3 separate regions of the Mus musculus genome follow, and regions 2 and 3 are each linked to region 1. The links are chromatin contacts, called in public Hi-C maps. All regions are on one chromosome and are shown on one strand. The core of a region is the stretch at or near the end of the contact, and the rest is flanking DNA. Distances in the headings are between cores, read along the strand shown. Region 1 has its middle 49 kb from the start of Gm34960. Region 2 has its middle 89 kb from the start of Lnx1. Region 3 overlaps Scfd2 (Sec1 family domain containing 2).

What was found. Hi-C and Micro-C count contacts between places; a contact is called where the count stands out from the background.
Region 2: a Hi-C map of cerebral cortex shows a contact between it and region 1, with 3 times the contacts expected there. The contact joins two enhancer-like sites. A contact is called at or near these places in 10 of 484 Hi-C or Micro-C datasets (cerebral cortex, cortical neurons, cranial neural crest and 3 more) and 2 of 115 datasets of contacts at active chromatin or transcription factors (embryonic stem cells and kidney).
Region 3: a Hi-C map of uterus shows a contact between it and region 1, with 7 times the contacts expected there. The contact joins two enhancer-like sites. A contact is called at or near these places in 26 of 484 Hi-C or Micro-C datasets (the HL-1 cell line, the N1E-115 cell line, the STO cell line and 16 more), 3 of 115 datasets of contacts at active chromatin or transcription factors (astrocytes, embryonic stem cells and fibro-adipogenic progenitors) and 2 of 9 other capture datasets (embryonic tail and embryonic trunk).

What each region holds. Positions count from the first base shown.
Region 1 is chr5:73,852,074-73,855,942 of GRCm38.p6, forward strand. No RefSeq gene overlaps it. Among named protein-coding and RNA genes, the nearest start is that of Gm34960, 49 kb to the left of the region's middle. Within about 2 kb of position 2,133, at least 57 of the 459 cell types and tissues checked have an H3K27ac peak or open chromatin away from gene starts, as enhancers often do. A contact at or near this core is called in the STO cell line, cerebral cortex, palatal mesenchyme and 1 more, where this site is marked.
Region 2 is chr5:74,790,208-74,794,076 of GRCm38.p6, forward strand. No RefSeq gene overlaps it. Among named protein-coding and RNA genes, the nearest start is that of Lnx1, 89 kb to the left of the region's middle. Within about 2 kb of position 2,229, at least 196 of the 459 cell types and tissues checked have an H3K27ac peak or open chromatin away from gene starts, as enhancers often do. A contact at or near this core is called in cerebral cortex, palatal mesenchyme and uterus, where this site is marked.
Region 3 is chr5:74,431,390-74,435,258 of GRCm38.p6, forward strand. All of the region lies in intron 4 of Scfd2 (Sec1 family domain containing 2), which reads right to left. Among named protein-coding and RNA genes, the nearest start is that of Scfd2, 98 kb to the right of the region's middle. Within about 2 kb of position 1,817, at least 60 of the 459 cell types and tissues checked have an H3K27ac peak or open chromatin away from gene starts, as enhancers often do. A contact at or near this core is called in the STO cell line, palatal mesenchyme and uterus, where this site is marked.

The DNA of each region.
Region 1 (3,869 bases), core at 883-3,382:
CTCCTCTCTCCTCTCTCCTCTCTCCTCTCTCTCTCTCTCTCTCTCTCTCTCTCTCTTTCTCTCTCTCTCTCTCTCTCTCTCTTTCTCTCCTCTCTCCTCTCTCCTAAGAGTCTCTCTCTCTCTCCTCTCTCCTTCCCTTTCTCCTCTCTCCTTTCTCCTCTCTCCTCTCTCCTCTCTCCTCTCTCTCTCTCTCTCTCTCTCTCTCTCTCTCTCTCACACACACACACAGGTTTAAAAGAAGAATGCTATATCTAATTTTTATGATATGCTCATGTTTTTATTCTTTTTTTTTCTTGTTTTGGTTTTTCGAGACAGGGTTCCTCTGTGTAGCCCTGGCTGTCCTGGAACTCACTCTGTAGACCAGGCTGGCCTCGAACTCAGAAATCCGCCTGCCTCTGCCTCCTGAGTGCTGGGATTAAAGGTGTGCGTCACCACGCCTGGCACTTGTTTTTTATTCTTAAAGGAACACAGTAATGAACATCCAATTGCCTTCCATAAAGGTCCCATTAAGAGACCAACAGGCATAGAAATCCTAATGGTGTGTGCACCATATCTTGTGTAGTAAATGCCTAAAGAAATAGAGGAGGTTGTAGGAGCTTAGGAAGAAGAAAGCAAAACACAGGTTCAGAAGTAATGGCTCACGATAATCATCCTTAGCACCAATAAACTAAGACCCTACAACTTGGAGGCCCAGGAAGATAGCTTTACCTCTTACTTCAGTTTTACTTCAGCCCAGTGGGAGGCATCCCTGAGCTGGGTCCTGCGGGTGTCACCACAATTTAGGGAAGAGGGAAAGGGATTCCAGTCAGGGAACAGGTGTGGATGCTGGGACACCTGACACATGACCCTTAGGAATGCCAAAAGGCCTTGGTGTGGCTGAAATGCACACCATCCCTTATTGGCTTATTTTAGGGGTTTGGGCTTTGCCAGGACAACTGAGGAGGAGTCATTGGAGGGCTTCCAAATAGGCAACAGTCATGATCAGATTCGAGTTTTAGAAAGATGGTCTGGCTGCTGCCTGGGAAATGAACATCAGTGGTTGAAATGAATATCAGTGGTTGCTGATCGGAGACAGGAAGACCTTACCTTGAACACGTCTGGATTTGTGCCGATCCAGAGTGAGTACATGGTAAACTGGGCAGCAAGTGTCTGCTCTCCTGAGACTCTCATTCTGGTGGGTGAAGGAATTAAGTGGCCAGGTACTCAGAGGTTGTGACGACCTTCATTCAGGTGAGGACTCGAGTTTTAGTCCCTGTGCCTCTTGAAGTGTGCATGTGAAGAGCTCCTGACCTATGTGTGATCCTCATGATGCTGTTCTGTCCCCCTGCCCACCAGAGTTTGACTGTCGTTCAGTTGGCCTCTAGTCCACTGTATGTATACGGTGCAGCAAAGCCAAACTGCAGTGTGATTCTACCTGCTTACTCTCTTCTTTCTCCAATGGGACGTTTTGTGGCACCTTTCCCTGGAGAGCTGGAGAAATGGCATGGGTTAGTCGGGACTTTATTAACAAATAGGCTTTGTGTTACAATGGGTTTTGCCAAATTATGTGAATTATGTGAGTGTTCAGGACATATTCAAGGTGAACCGGGAGGAACTCGTTGGAGGGTTTTGCCTGTGCAGTCAATACTTTCTTGGCATCTGGTTCCACCTTCTGATGGGTTTAATGGGAACATAACGTCATAGTAAATCTCTCCCATAACTCCAAAGTGCATGTCTGGACTCTTGTGTGTGTTTAGATGGACTAACTGGCTCAATAGAAATGGATATTAAGTAACACGATTTTGTTTCCTTATTTAAAAAAAAAAAAAAACTAATGGAATGAGAGTGCTTCATAAGAAAATCCTATAGCTTTTGCTGCCAGACACTTTGTTTCTCCCTCACAGAGCCACTGCTCGGGAGCTATCCTTTCATTTCCATGTTGAGAGGAAAAATGGAGAAGCCAGGGAACCAGCGCCGTTTGGAAAATGCTCGCCACAACATCAGGACCCAAGTTCCATCCAGCGGCGTATACATACATATGGGTGTGGTGACACCGTCTTTCCATGGTACCAGGGAAGCAAAGACAGGCAGGTTCCTGGAGCTCGCTGCCAGTCTGCTTAGCCTACCCTGTCTTGAACAGCAGGGGGCAGCAAGAGACAAAGAATACAACGCTGAACTGGGCTTCCCCAGCCCCCATCCTTGTTTGGCTTAGAAGAGTATGAAGTGGGGAGAGGCCGGTGGAGGAGTAGGAACCGAATCCAAGCCACAGAATCTCAATTCACAAAGATAAGTGGATGCAGGCCTTGCTGGAGCAAGATTTACTGAAGACAATAGCCAGACTTGAGTTTCACTGAAGAAGCCGCCCTGTGGAATCCTTAACGAAAACCTGGCTCTCTTCGGTGGCATCCACCGCATTGAGAAATAGCTCCGTAAATGAGACAACCGAATGTAGTTCTCTTTGAATAAAATTCGGTGACCTGAAGTTATTCTGCTATGAGTGGGAAGCATGAGTCTCAGAAGCTAGAGGTACCCGGGCATCTGGGGTGCCTGGCATCCAGCACTGTACCTCTCTGGACTCAGCTGATCAGACCAGGCCATATGTAAAATACTGGGTCCGGAGGGGAGTGGTCGTAGACAGAGTCTCACATGTCTCTAGAATCCTTGTGATGCGTGAAAATCTGAGCCTTAATGCAGGATTTTCCGAGCTAAAGAAAACTTAATCAGGAAACGGATGGGTTTGTTGCCAAATGTTTCTATGGCGTCCTGGAGTTAAATGGTGAAATTAGAAGTCCTGGCATAGCTTTGAGGATCCTGTGATGGCCTGAGCATTTCGGCTAGGCGTGAGTGTGGAAGCAGCTAGGGGATGGCGCCAGTCCCGTTCCGATTTTGAATAGTTGTCGCACTATGGAATAAAGCCACAGTGTGTTTGTTGCACTCAGATTTCCACTAGGATTTCTTCCTTCAGTCTCCCCAAGCTTTGGCTTTCTCATCGGTAAAATAATGTATTTAATAGGGATCTGGGGTGGATGGGAAATGATACACCTGGGGACGCTGAGATGCAACTGTGGTCCAGATGGAGCTGGAAGCTCCTCTCTCCGGCTCCCGGGAAGTCCCACGGGGTTTACTCAGACCTCCCGGAGTTTTCCAGGCGTCCCGCCAACTCTTGAAACACAATAGATAAATTTTTTACTTATAAGTTGCTATAAGTCTTCTCTCAAGTGAGATGTACTTAAAAGTGCAGTGTGCTCGACTTTGAAACTGTCTTAGCAATCATGGACAGCGCTAGGTCTTTCACAGGTGGTTGTAGCATGGCTGGAGAGAAACAGGCTTTAGAGCCGGCCAGTGACTCCTCAGCCTACAATGACAGGGCCAGTCCCGACTGTATCGAGGCTTTCTTTTAGAAATCTGGTACCAACTTCACAAATCCTAGTGGGAGAGGCAGGGTCAGGGACATCAAGAAAGTTGCAGTACAGGCTTGTTGTAGAATATTTGCATATTTACTGTTTCCAGTGCACCTCACTTTGAATCGGATACAGATTTGCTCAGGATATAAAGTCAGCTTCCACACCAGATCGGTCGGGTTAGATAACTGCAAATGTCACTCTGTTTTTTTTTTTTTCTTGGCGTGCAAATGGTTATTAGTGTGAGGTCTGTATTATGACTCTGAAAAAGCTTCTGAACGGAGTTTTGGTATTTTGGTTTTACATTGGTAACAATCTTTTTTGGCTTAATCAAAGCTTTTGGGTGAGGGGTGGCATTCATTACATCACTCTGAAACTCTGGCTGGCGTGCAACTCACTGTGTAGACCTGGCTAGTCTTGAACTTGTGGAAATCTGTCTGCTTCTGCCTTGTAAGTGCCGGGATTAAACTCTGACCTCACCAGGCTCAA
Region 2 (3,869 bases), core at 979-3,478, 940 kb after region 1:
ACTTAGGGAAATATCTTGTGTATAGGAAAATATCTAAGTTGAAATGTATTAAGCCGATGTTGGCTTAATTCAAAATTATACCTAATTTGAAACAACTGTTTTCCCTTGGTCAACTGGCTAGTCTATTGGGTTTTAGTAAGAATAAGAAAATCTACAATCAAAGTTGAGTTCTTCCCCACCAAGAGCTGTGCTTCCACTTCCCCAGGCTTGTGGGAAGCAGAGCTATTAGGAAGCTGGCGCCCTTCTCTACGCCAGAGAAGATTAGCAGAAGTTAGGCAAGGGTTTAGAGACTTGAAAATTTGCCTTCAAACATGAGGAAAAAATTAAAGTTTTTCCTAAAGTTGTTCCTATTGGCAGAGACTTCATTCATATCCTGCTCGTACAGGCGCAGATATGGGCATGGGTACAGATGTGGGTGTGGATACAGATACGGCCATGGGTACAGATGTGGGCATGGGTACAGATGTGGGCATGGGTACAGATGTGGGCATGGGTACAGATGTGGGCATGGGTACAGATGTGGGTGTGGATACAGATACGGCCATGGGTACAGATGTGGGCATGGGTACAGATGTGGGCATGGGTACAGATGTGGGCATGGGTACAGATCTAGACATGGGTACAGTTGAGGGCATGGGTGACACATTCTTTTCTGCAGAGGCAGAGTATTCTGTATGAGTATATGAGATGCTGTGTGAGTGTAGCTAAGTTTACTTATCTGTTTCACTTTGGTGGGACATTGAGTTGCTTCCTGTTCCGAGATGCTGAGAGTGAGGCAGTAGCCTCTGCCACCGGCTGAGGCAGTGGGGCGTTCTGACAGTGCTATCCTCTGTGTGTATCCACACATCTGTATTTCCCCCTCCAAGGCACAAAGAGGATCATGGAGCAGGGACTAGAAAGAATGTAAGTCAGAAGATGAGGAAGAGTGCTGCGAAGCCCAATCTTCAGGATGACATGGCCACTGTACTCATAAACTTGTAGCCATGGTTACCTGCCCACTGAGGGCCCATCAGTGGTCCATCATTTGTAAGGGAGGGAGGCCTCCTCATGAGGCCTAGCCTTCCTTGAGGAGTTCTTGGCAGCTAACAGGGTATCAGGGGAGGGGAGGGGAGGGGATTTTCCTCCTGGCCACAGGTAGGTCGTCCAGACTTTAGGAAATAGTATTCCTATCCAAGCTCATGTAAACAATGCTGATTAAAATCAGTAAGTTGTGAGTGGGGACGGGGAGGAAGAACAGAAAAAATGTCAGGAAAGTAGGAGAGGGACTGGGTGGAAGGAATATGGAGTTCAGCAAGAGGGGACAAGAAAGAATGGGGGAGAGTGAATTTAGTCAAAATACATTATATATAGATAGATATAAATATAGATAGCTATAGATATGCATACACATACGTAATTGTCACACACAGACATACAAAGAGTTCATGACAAAATACACAGTACCTACATTATCTGGATTTTTAGAAAGCTACAGTCTTCATGCCCTTGAGAAGGCCTGAAACAAAGAAAATTAGTGTATATTATAATATGTACGGTAACCCACTGTGTCTGCTCTGCCTTCATGGGGTCAATCAAACACAGACAACAATGTTTATGAAAAACAACCGCATCTGTCCTAAACATGTACACTCCTGTTTTCCTGGTCATTTTCCCCTAAGCAATAACTGCAGCTACTCACAGCACTTACATTGATTTGTGTGAAACAAGTAATCAGGAGATTGCGTGGGTTTTATGCAAACACTATCCATCTCACAGAAGGTACTCGAGCATCCTTGCATCTCAGTATCCACTGGGTACTGGAGCCAATCGCAGGAGGACACCAAGAAACAGTCCTGTTTATATGCTTTTCAGGTAAAGACAATTCCAGACCGCAAGGATCAGGTGCAGGTCGTGATTCAGATCTGTGCTCTCAGAATACAGAACAGAATCTTTTGTCTAGCATGCCAGACCTGTCATGAAAGCTGTTCAAGTAAGAGATCGGGCGGGCACTGTGAAGCAGGGGGAGGCTGACAAGTGGCCAGGACACCCGGGGGTCAGGAAGCAACTCCCTGGAGCATAGTCCCTGCGGTACCATCTCCTCTAGCTTCATGGCTACTTACAAGCTATCCTGACCCTAGAAAGGGATCTAAGGAGAAAGCTACTGCGCTGAGCCTAGGAGGCAGCAAACAGCTTTGGGAGAGGAGCCACAACAGCAGGGAAGCAGTGCCAAGAACAACAGGAAGCTCGAAGCCACGCCCCTGCTCGTTGAGCGAGCGCAGGCCTGGAAGCCTGGGTTATTTGCTCCAAAGAGCCTTGAGCAGATGTTACATAAACAAAACCTCCACTGACTCCAATTCTGGGTCTGGCCTAAAATAGCCCCGGGGCTAGACTCTGTCATTCCTAGTGGTTCCCCATGTGTGCAAACTACTGCCCTCATTGAACCATGTTGGTGGACACACTGCAGCCTCCTCAAGGGACAGCTTCCCCTAGGACCAAAAGCAAGGCTCCTTGACTGCCCGTGGTGGCCCAGACACAAGGCGTCCCTCTAAGATCTCTGGTGGCTGCTGGCTCCTCTCTCCAGGAGGCAGGAAGTTGGGGGAGGAATGTTTAAAAAGTCTCCCCCCACCGCTTTCTTCCCCCTCTTCTTTCTCCTCCATCTTCCCTTTTCCCCCTCTCTTCTCCTCTTCCTCCTCTCCATCCTTCCCCTCCCCATCTTTCACCCCTCCTCTTTCCCCACTTCTCTCTCTCCTACTCCTTTGTATAATGTGGAGAAACCCGAAGCAGAAGCAAGCTTTCCAGGTTACCGCGGGTGCAGGCGGTAGTAGAGTTCCTTCTTGGGGCTTTTATTTGCAATTGATTTAAGACTGTCGCTGTGCTCCCGACTGACTTTGTGCTTGTACAAGTTTCCCAGACCTGTTTGGGTTTCAGCTCCTTTGTGCTACATACAGAAAACCAGTCCAGTGTGAACATCTGGAGGCTTGAACATCTGTGCCCCAGCAAGGGGTCACTCCAGCGTTACCACTACTTCAGCATGGGTCCCTGGAAACTGTTAATCATCTTTTTCTCCTTGGCCGCTTGCCTCTCTCTAGAATCTTACAAGCAAATCTTAAAGCAAAGCAAAAAACAATAAAGCAATGTCTATGATTCAAAAATACTGGTGCCAGATACTTGCTATATGTTTAGTACTATAGAAAGTATCCGATGTGTTTCCTTTTGTTTAATTTTCACTGAACAGTCCTATGAAATTTGAAGTTATTACCTCCAGGAGACAGATAATGACAGGTTAGAAAAAATAACGATAGGACTTGCCAGAATTTCTACAGGGGTGGGACAGGGCCCAGAGCTGGCAGGGACTGACTGTGTCAGAGAACATCTGCCAGGCCTCATAGCTCCTCCTCTTGGTTTTCTTTCTGCTCAAAGTCCAAGCTACTCTATCTTTTGCCCTTCTAATTAAACACAGCAACCAGTGTTCATCCTAACATGGTCTCTGAGACCCAATCGGCCAACATGCTATTGACATCAGGAAAAAAAAAAAAAAAAGGTATGACGCATACGGAGGAAGTGTTGAGATTATATTTTTTTTTTCAGTACTTGTACTTTGAAAGAGGTCTTTGTGTTTCTCTGGGTTAGAGCCTCCCAGATGTAGTTGTTAGCCCCGAGCCTAAGTTCTAAGCCCCCTAGAGGAAGGCTGAAACCATATGTAGACAAGAAGAGGCCTATAAGAGGCCAGTACTCAGGCTAGGGCCAGTGCCAGCTGCAGGGAGCAGGGAGGGCTCATGTCACTTGGGAACTCTTAGCTTCCTGAAGATTTTAGTTCTGACCCCAATTGTCTCTTGAGTCTGGGACCCTCAGGGATTTCTGTTCTAGGATGGTACACTCTTCCCCTTAGA
Region 3 (3,869 bases), core at 567-3,066, 580 kb after region 1:
GGATGCAATGGAGCAGGGTAGACACTCATGGGGTGCAATGGAGCAGGTTAGACACTCATGGGATGCAGTGGAGCAGGTTAGACACTCATGGGGTGCAATGGAGCAGGTTAGACACTCATGGGATACAATGGAGCAGGTTAGACACTCATGGGGTGGAATGGAGCAGGTTAGACACTCATGGGATTACAGGTTGTGCTTTACAAGATTCCAAATGGCTTTTAAGGTGAAGAGCTCAACATGGATTGTGTGGTGCTTAAGCAGGTAACGAGCATAGGCTTGGGAGCCAGAAGAGCTGGTCACAGCAGTCACTGCCACTCACAGTGGCTGAGCGCGTCCCAAACTCAGAATCTCAGCTTCTTCATTTCAAAACTGGAGTTGCTGCACAGTAAAGACATATATACATAAGACACTAAGTCTGGTACATAGCATATGTAAGCCTTGATACATGAGGTCCATAATATGATCAAAATATACTGCACAGGTATATGAAATTCTCAAAAATAATGAGAATGTTATAATAAAAATAATTTTAAAAATTTAAAATAATACCCAGTAAAATTATCACTAGTATTAGTCGTGTGATACTGCTCAGAACCTCCCTTTGAGTCCACCTGTTCTCTGATGTGACACATGATCAGATTTTTCATTTCTGCTCACCAGCTGAAATTAGAGGAGTGGCTTTTCTTGCTATCAAAGAAAACAGACCTGATGGACAAAGAAAACATGGGGACCTTTCTATGGGTGTGCTGCATACGACATTCAACTCCACTCTCTTCTTGAGGATCCTGGCTTCATGTTTTATCAGTCACAACCTTTCATTGTGTTCCTTCTTACAGCAGCCCCTATTTTAAAGGTGCTTTCCAAATAACCTTATGTTTGGACTGAGTTAAAAATGCTAAAAACAGATGTGCTCGCTATCTTCCAGGAATGCTGCAGAGATCCTAAGGAGAGTGGACTCAGCACCACCTGGATTGGACCCACAAGACAGTAGCTACTATTAACAAGCCCAAAAGAAAAGAGAGAATTTGATTTTAGTGCCCTGTTAGAGATATTTGGGCAAAAGAAAGTGTATTTATGTGGAAAGTTTCAAGACATTACAAATGAGATAAAGCTAAATGAGAAGAACACAGACGTGCAGCCCATAGACCTCAGCTCGCCATATGTGAAGTATCAAATAAATAGCTTTTCTAATCTCAAATGTTAATCTCTCCTTTCAGCCTTCCTCATTTTATGGGACCAAATATTTCAAGCCTCATCTGGGTTCTATTACAATCTCAAAGACAACACGATATCTAGGAAAGAGTTTATATGTAAAAATCACTTAAACTCAGGCAGTGGTATAAACTGAAGTCCAGACTCCATTACCCCTAGATTTCATGTAATTATATTCCTTTTTCTTTAACTCCAAAATGATAATTTTCTCCTTTGGCACAGAGTCTCTTTGGCTCCAGGTTTGATGCCAATGCAGTCTTACTGTGAAAACAAATTAGAAGTAGGTGGTCTGGTTAGTCTTCACAATGCTCCATTTTAATCAGGCAGAGCAGTGGAGAGGACGGCTGTGGAAACGCTGGCGGGTCTTCAAACAACAGTGCACGCTGTCCATTTTACTCACAATGAAAAAGCTCTTCGGGAGATTTCGATAACGGTTCCCCTCCTACTCGGAGTCCACATTTGTAATGTTTATATAAGTGGGGCTATAAATCTTTCTCCAATAGACCCCATGGTTTCTGAGGCAGACTTCTTGTTATAAACTGCCTGTTTCCGGTTTGCCTGCCTAAGCAAGGCAGGCAAAGCCAGTTCGCCAGAGACTGGAACTAATTTAATGTGCTCCAGGTTTAAGCCCCTAGCCTGTGTGCCTTTACAGGGAGATTTTACACAGCGGATTACAGCTGACTTTAACAATGATTCATATGATAAGTGGCTTTCGATTTGTTTTTTAATGTCCGAAAGTATGCATTTGCAAAGGACATGTCATCAAAATAATGTTGTTAAAGTAATACCCTTAGAAAGGGAAAAGAAGGAATTCAACTTTTCATCAAAATGAAAAAGTTTAAATGTTATCCGTGCCAAAGACTCTTGCACATGAATTTAAGGGTTCTATTACACAAAATAAGACAAAGTTGTTTATAGACAGTTAAGCCTGGATGAGCTCCAAGATGTGATTGGTTAAATTGATACATTTTACCTCAAGGTTTGGTCCTGTTATTAAAAATACTGAAGCTATCATGAAAATGGACAAAAGCCCTATTCTTTCCAGCCTCAAAGAGATCCTGTGCGTTTTTTTTCAAAGATGCACCATTCCTTGAGACAAGCGCTAACTGAAACAGAAGCACATTCACAAACCTCCACTACCATCCATCAGGGGAAAAACAAAAACGTGTCATCTGTTACCTCAGCAACGCCCCGTAAGAAAGTAAACGGCACCACAGAAGCGAGGAGTCTACTAATCCTCTGAGTGTCTGTGCTGAGTACTCTCTACAACACCTTTTTAAAATACCAAATGTAAGAAGATAGGTTTGTCCCAAGCTGTTGATTTCTTCCAATTTTTTTCTTTTGAGATTCCTTCAAAGGGCAGGGCAAAGACATACAGTAGGGGGCAGTGTTGCACCACCGTGCTCTCACTTGGAAAGAATCAAGGCCAGACCGAAGGAAACCCAGCCATTATTCTTCATTTAGACTTATTACCCTAATTATTACAAAATTTCAGAGTTTTTCCTTGTAGCATAACCTGCTTTTTCACCACCTACATACCTACATACCATATTAAGATGTTTTAAGTGATACAAAAACAAATGTTTTTAATAACAAAACCAAATCCACCCAAATATCCGAGACATGGCTGATTGCTGTTTAGCCGTTGATGGAGAACTATTTGTTCAATGTCATATTTTAAAAGCACGAAGACTTCTCCAACTGCAAATATCCAGATGTTCTTTATTGTAAATATAATATCACATTGGGAGATGGCTAAAAAAAAAAAATGAATGAACCTTGGTCTAAAATGAAATGCAGAGTTGGTTTATAAAATACAAGTCAATGTGACCCATGCTAATTAGATAATTTTAAAAATATGGGGTAAGAAAATATTTACAAGTACAAAATGTCTTCATATCTTCCAGAAATAAACTCTTTTGTTCCATCTGCTGGGCTGGCTCTCGGAAGGAGGAAACTGACACCTGGGCTGCATGCTTGCTCCCCAGCACTTACGCTGCTTTGGAGTTCTGAGTGGGTGCGCGGAGAGGCTAAACCTTTCCCAGGTCCCAAGAATAAAACTTGCCCATCTATCGAAGTAATTTTATCTACCATACATAGTGGAAATCCAAGTGTATATTTCAAGGTTAGTAAACAAAATAACAATTCACTATTTGACTTCAAAAAAAGAAAAAAAGACAAGGAGCCTGAAAGATGGCTCAGAAGTTAAGAGTACTTACTGCTCTTGCAGAGGACCTGAGTTCATTTCCTTGCATCCACATTAGACATCTCACAACCACCTGTAACTCTAGTTTCAGGGGTGGGTCTGATGCCCTCTTCTGAACTTTGCAGGCAACTGCAACCATGTGGTACACATAAACTCATACAGACTACACACATACAGACAGAGACTGTTTTTTAGTAAATAATTAAAATAGAATCAAAACTCCCACAGTCTTAGTAAGTGATTATTTCTCTTTGTCTTCAATTTCAACTTGGTTTTTTTTTCACTTGTGTTAAGAAAGGTTAAATTTAAACAAAAATAAACTTTTACAATTTCATAATTACACTGGAAAAAATATTAAAATCATGTCTCTAGAGATATACAAATTAATGGTTTAAAATTTACAAAGGGACTCTAAGAATACAAAATATTTTTTGAAATTCCATAAGCCAGC